2 separate regions of the Arachis hypogaea genome follow, and region 2 is linked to region 1. Evidence: chromatin contacts called from public Hi-C data. All regions are on one chromosome and are shown on one strand. The core of a region is the stretch at or near the end of the contact, and the rest is flanking DNA. Distances in the headings are between cores, read along the strand shown.

Region 1 (3,590 bases), core at 563-3,062:
GTCATTCATGTTCAGAACTCCAATTTGGTACCTATCATCTTCCTCAATCATGTATTCAGCCTCATTACCTGTTAGCATTTGTAATATTATCATAGTTACTCCATAAACCTGCCTATAATTAAGTAAGTAGAGATAGATAGTATTAAGGTTACAAGTGTGAAAAATGCATGAAATTAGTTTCACATAAAAAAAAAATTTAATTAATTTTTTATCTTAAATTTTATAATTTCTAACTTTAAACCTCAAATCCTCTAAGAAAGAAGAATTAAACAAAAATTAGTTTTATAATAAAAAAAATTAACTAATATTAACTAATTAAAAATTTCTAAGCTTATTTTTTTTATTATGGCAAGATCAATATAATCACCATTGATTGTCTCACGAATGGCAAGTGTATCAAGGGAGAATGTTTGTTGAGGCACCATTTTTTCAAATCTCCTTTCTCCTATGATCACAACAATAAAACTTACATGAAACAAAAGAAATAATATTAATCTCTTAATTAAGAGGAAAAAAAAGCACTTTGAAATTTCATCTGATATATAACCTTTAATCACCATCCCTTCAAGCTGATTCCTGCTACTTGCTTGTGCTTCCCACCTCATACGAATTCTAGAACCCTTATTTAACCACAAAGAAAATCCCTAAAAATGAAGAATTAAACATTATATTAATCAGTTAATTTTATTCTTAACAAATATTTAACTTAGCATAATATCCATAGATTCAAATTTAATATCTTCTTAGTATAAAAATTATTTACGCAATTATATAAACATGTATTGACATATCAGTAAAAAAATTCGACTTTTTATACTATAAAGTAAAATCTTAAATATGACAATATATAGCGACACAATTTACCTCGCTATATCAGTAAAAAAAATTTTAAATTTTTGTATTACAAAATAAAGGGTAGTGCTAGGAAGCCAATGACCTATGTGTACCAGGGATAATTAACATCTCATGTCATAAAATCACTCATCCTAAAAACTTAAGTTAATTTTGGAATTTACCAAGAATCGAACCCTTGACCTTTCGGATCTAGAACTTTAATACCATGTCATGAACCCACTCATCCCAAAAGCGTAACCTGATAGGACAATGTAACACTAATGATCATATCTCTAATACTTCCTAAACTTTCATTGTACACATTGTACGCTTAGACCATTGACTCCCTATACTTTTCCCAAAATAAAATCTTAAATATGACAACATATAGCGACGCAATTTACCTTGCGAGTATTTCTGGGAACAACTAAGAATCTTGAAGTGGTCCAATTTGTTTGGGAAATTAACTCAGGCTTCTGATTAAAGGCATAAAGAACAAGATTGTTGTGATCATTTCTCACTTCAACTTTCTCCACAAGAATTGAACTTGTCTTCATCAAACGCGATGAACTCGGACCAAGAACCAAGCGAGAATTACCATAATACCCATATTGGATACTTGCCAAAACTGCATAAAAAAAAGAAAAGAATGTTTACATAACATGAAAGGATCCTGATTCGTCTCGAATATTAAAATTCGATGAAAATTTTACATGCCACAAAACCAAACGACTAAAGGAACAAGCATGCATGCCAAAGTTTGTTGCCATCTTTGAGAGTAGCCATGGTTTGAAGTGGAAAGAGACATCATCAACGGTGTTCTGTGCATGGCTTAATTAATTAATTAAAAGAAGAGAAAAATTGATGGATAGAGTATGATGAAGTAAAAGAAGAGACGAATTGAAGAAGAAATGTATGATTTTCCATAGTGTAGTTGCTATTGGTTCATCTAATGGTCAACGCAATGCAATAGTCAAAGGTTTGGTTAGTTAGGGAATATTTGAATGGTAAGTATATTATGTGACTGGTATTTGACGACAAAGCTATAATAATTCATCTACAATTTTATTCTATGCATACACAATACTAAAACATAAACACAAAATTAGGATATAGCTGGAAATATTTTTTGTTAAAAACAAAAAAGAAAAGAAAAGTGTATGGGTGTGATTCACTTTTCTATCTAATCATTATATATGGATTTAGTTTATAATGGGCGTTTCACTATCTAGATGAGGATATAGAAATAAAAATGTTTGATAAACACAAAAAACACTATTAAAAAAATTAAGCAGGTGTTCCGGTGTAGTTGATCTCCCTTGAGTATAAGTTGTCCAGTTTAAATCACATTTAAATAAAATTTTTATGATAATATAATTATAAAAACTCGCCCAGTCCCTACATTTAATAAAAATAATGTGCCCAATAATTAAATTAATATTCACAACACACCCAATTCAACTTCTGAGTAAATTTTGAGTCCCTTAAATTTAAAATTATGCATATTGATTTTTGAAGTTAAGTTCTAACACCATATTAGTCCCTAAACTCCTTTTAAATTAATAAATTAAGTGTTGAATTGATTCTAACTTGTCACGCTTTACACATGGCTAAACAGTGTCGTTTCGTTTTGATACTTAAACAAGACAAAAATAAAAAGAGGAATAAGAGTTTATATGATGTACAAATCATTATATCTCCTTTTATTTTCTAAAATAATCTCGTTTTTACCTTATTTAAGAGTTAAAACAAAAATATGTTATTTAGCCATATATCTAGCATGGTAAGTCAAATATAGCTCAGCATTTCATTCGTTGACTCAACGCTGAAAATGATCTAAAGACCAATATGATGCTTAGAGCTGGATTTCGAAAACTAATATAGTAAAATTTTGAATATGAGAAACTAAAATAGTAAAAGTCGTAAATCTCAATGGCAATTAAGGAGATTTAATCCCATCTCATCATATATAATAAAAGGATCCTTTTGTATAGTCAAACCTCTACATACAATTAATTTCATGCAGCAAATTCTTCTCTCCGCAACAGAGTGAAGCCAAAAAAATTGGAGGAAAATACTTGAAACTAGGAAGAAAATAACACAACAAATAAAGAGGTGCAGCTCCTAAGAGTTATGTGTGATATTACAGAGTTTACACATTAAAACATAGTCATTTATGTCTACTAAACGTGACATAGGAATTTCCTCAATCGACCAAGTAGTTTCTTGCCATAATGGTTGCTACGCATCATTGGAGAATGTTGTTTAATCACCTTAAGCAGTTCCTCTCGTGTGCCACCCTGCTTAATTGTGCACAAATATATTTAAAAAAAATGTAATCATAGCGCATATCATACTACTAGAAGCACATTTTTTCAAATCTTAGTGGATTCAATGTTTATTAAAGGTTTATGCAAATTTTTTTTATGGTAGAAGCTCTCGACCACAAAAGTAGAAGGTTTATAGCACAAAGTACTTATCAAGTAACAAACAGACAAATATATTTCAACATGAACATATTTTCATGGACTATTAAATAAAATAAAGATTGTGTAATGTAAGAAAAATGCTGGCACTGACCTTGGAAACTATGATTGCAGAACTGATGACAAAATTAGCATATGGATCCACAAGAAGCATTGAGACATTTGGATAATGTAGCAACTCTAAGATAATGCTCCTTGAATGGCTTTCCCCTGAATCTTGGAAGAACTTCTCCACAACGTTGCTACCATACTTGTTGCATGACATTGACA
Region 2 (3,590 bases), core at 685-3,184, 34 kb after region 1:
AACTTTGTAGGACTAATCATTTAATTTGGAGCTACATACAGACAATAGTAATGCACATCACCCAAAGAAAAAGAAGTTGTAATTACTAACTAAAGACCTACCTGTGTCCATAACCCTACGCTATAGTTTGAAGAAGATATATTGGGAAGAGAAAAAGGAAATAAGGTGATTATAGGGATTTATATCTTATACGGAGCAACCACTGACTTTAATAATCCCTTTTGATTCATTATACCAAATTATTGTTGTTCCTTGTGAACCATGATTTGATTAAAAAAAAAAAATTAAAGTCCATGTAATCTCGTGAATGTCATGTATGTATAATATTAAATATGTAACATTCTCGTGCATCATTCCGAGAATTTATTAACGTTTAAGTTTTAAAACAGAGAAACCACATATATACTCATTAGGTCGTATTACAAGGTACACCATTTGTGAGTGAAAAGAAATAAGATTTAATATTAAATTCTTTAACTTTAAGATCTTTATTTATATTCCTCATATGATCCAATAAAAAATATATATATTGAAGGTTGGAAAAAGTTTAGAGAAAAAGAGTTGAATCTATGACTTTTTTTTAATGAAATAATTTTTTAATTTTTTACTTTGACTTAGAATCTATTTGAACTCTACAACAAAAATTTTATGAGATAATTTAGTCTTATCTCATAAATATCAGAAAACATAACTCAGAGAAAGAGAAGAAGAATGATACCAACATGTATTTTGATTTAGTTGCCTTATGCAATGCAACTTATATCTAATCTCCACTACAATAGTAGTGGAATTTCCATTATAGTTGAAGTATTACATAAACCAATTTCACAGGATTGACACAATCCTTTCCTTCTCAAATTCTATCATAACTTGACTTGGTTATGCTAATACCTAACTCTCCACTCTAAGTGTTAACCTAACTTAAAAAGAAGTACTTCACAGGTACAAAATACAAGACATATAAAACAACCTAAAGAATTCTGAAATCACTCTAGACTTTTCACTCAAGTGTATCACCCAACTTTTTGTCACTCTTTGACTTTTTCTTAAACTCTCTCTCTCTTTCGTCATTTTTTCAACTCAAGAAATTATAGAAATATATACATTAAAATTGAAATTACAATCTATAAAATATGAAGAAGATTAATGTTTCAACAACCTCTGTTGCTATAAGATGAATCGGATTGAGCTATCACTAATTTGGGTTCTTCGTATTGGCGGAATGCTTCTTTCTCTAGAATGCACTGTCCAAAATGTTGAACTTTCTTAGGAAGCTCTCTTTGAAACTCAAACTCTGGTTCTTTCTCCTTGTCTTCAGAAAGATAAAAAATTTTCTTTTTGTATCTCTTACCATGTTGCTGAATTGCTTTCTTTCAAGTCAACTTCTCGAGATGTGTGCTTCCCCAAGCTTGTTATTTCACTTTCTTCAATTAACCTCAAAATTAGGAATTTCAAAGCTGATTCTTTTTGCTTGACCGAAGATATTTGAGTAGCACAGAGAAAATTGTTCAGTGGTAAACCCAAATTCGAACCATTAATAATGTGCTTTGCCTCCAAAAAACTTTGTGAATTGTTGATTTACAGCAGCAGAGATCAAAGACTTCTTTCTTCATTTAACCAAAAAATGGTATCGTAGAAAGTTGGAGAAGGAGTGAAGAAATTAACATGCATGCAAATGGAAATAAATCACCTTTTATCTTCTGACTTAGCTTAATATAGTTTGATTTTGGCGATTAGACATTTATTTTTTGCTTAACCCTTTCTTTTTCTTTCTTCTCTGGTGAAATGTACAAGAGGAACGAAGCTCTCTCTCTTTTTTTTGGTTCTTTTACTGAAGCAAATATGTAAACTTTGGCTTTGGAGATCTTCAGTTTGATGGAGTCTTCATGGGTTGGGATTGGATTTGTTTTATTTAGCCCAACTATTTTCTTTGCATTATTTTCTATGGGATTCATTGGTTATAAATACCCACCAGTAATGATTATGAATCCTTGTGTTTGGGCTTGTGTTTCTTTATATTTTTGGCTTGCAATATTAAATGAGACCATCAAAACTAATTAAGTATTTAACCCAATAAAATAACATATGTCATCGTCAAATTAAAATTAGTTATATACAATTATACATAACTCAATATATATATATATATATATATATTATTAAATTAGTTACTAAATTAATTATTATATATTTAAAATATATATTTTATATTTTAATATATATTATATACAAATAATTAATTTACTGACTAATTTTTTATATCTACATAGTATGATTGTATAAACATTAAAACAAAAATGACTTTAATGACATACAATATCATAATCACTATTATATATTTAACTTATATGTTAAAGATAATTATATATATTTGTCATTATTACTATATATTATTAATGATAATTATATATTTTTTGCGATAAAGTATAAAACGAATAATGTTTACTTAACGATAAATAAACTCACAACTCTTTTTATTATCGTTAAAAAAAAGTCGCTAAAAATGATTTTCTAGTACTAAGAAACCCATCATAAAATTCGTTGTTTGTTCATTCAAGCCACCATAATCAATTAGTTTTCATTTCGTATGATTCAATTATTCATAGAAAATATGCAATTTTTTTTTTTGAATACATCATTATAAGAACCTTTGGACTTGGAGGATCAATAATAGTATTGTTTTCTTCTATATCTTATCAGTAAAAGCTAAAGGAAAACCCTTTATTTTATTTTTTTATTATTTTTTATTTTTTTGCATAAGAAGCGAGTAGTCCAAACCCACAAAACAAGATGTTTACCTCCTATGCGCACAAAAAATAAAAGTAAAAATATTAAATAAGAAAAATACCAGCAATAATGATGGCTACTAAAATCAACTTTTCTTGTAATATTGAAAAAATAAGAATGGATAATAATAATGTAGATATTTTTCACCAAACATAAAAGCTAAGGGATGATGGCTAAACAGTTGAGCTCAATTTTAATTGAGTAATTCTCTCTTAGGTTATTGCTAAGAAATAGAAACATTGCTTGAGATCTTCTGCACCAAATTCTAAAAAAAAAAAATCTCACATAATAAAACAAGAAAATCATATATACAATTCATCATATATAACTTGTAAGGCATTAAAAGCGTTTCATATATAAACATATATACAAGCAATTCTCTAAGAGTTTAATATCATTACATAAACCACATATTATTTGGATGTAAAGTAATTAATAGTAATGATAATCATACAATAATATGCCTAATTATTAAGGAAGCAATAATTTGTGACCAATTCCACCGTGACTAGGACCAGAGAAGGCTCGAACAATCTTGAATCGCTGATGATGTGGTAGAAGAAGAAACCTTGATGATCCTTCCACATGGCATGATAATAAGATCAGCCAAAAGAAGAAGAAAATGGTAATCATCAAAACAAGGTTTGATGATGATGATAAAGAACAATAATAATAATAATAGTGGTGTATGTTGAAGAACAAGATCATCATAACATACACTACTTTTATCTTCTTATCAGATAAACAAACTACCCTTGTGTAGTTGTGTTGGTATATATATATATGGAATTATTAATTAAATT

What was found. A called contact is a pair of places that touch in the nucleus more often than the background predicts.
Region 2: a contact with region 1 is called in a Hi-C map of an unstated tissue, with 2.4 times the contacts expected there. The contact joins the enhancer-like site here to the promoter of LOC112697784 in region 1. A contact is called at or near these places in 2 of 8 Hi-C or Micro-C datasets (leaf and an unstated tissue).

Annotation. Positions count from the first base shown.
Region 1 is chr16:148,628,837-148,632,426 of arahy.Tifrunner.gnm2.J5K5, forward strand. It overlaps LOC112697784 (E3 ubiquitin-protein ligase APD2), which reads right to left and starts at 1,813. Exons shown (of 7, transcript XM_072219393.1): 1 at 1,552-1,813; 2 at 1,239-1,462; 3 at 368-644; 4 at 1-68. The coding sequence starts at 1,663. It overlaps LOC112805983 (pumilio homolog 12-like), which reads right to left. Exons shown (of 5, transcript XM_072220795.1): 4 at 3,415-3,590; 5 at 3,018-3,134. The coding sequence ends at 3,018.
Region 2 is chr16:148,662,712-148,666,301 of arahy.Tifrunner.gnm2.J5K5, forward strand. LOC140179873 (a long non-coding RNA gene) reads right to left here. Exons shown (of 3, transcript XR_011873706.1): 3 at 3,095-3,365. Among protein-coding and RNA genes, the nearest start is that of LOC140179873, 4.1 kb to the right of the region's middle. Within about 2 kb of position 1,935, at least 1 of the 3 cell types and tissues checked has open chromatin away from gene starts, as enhancers often do.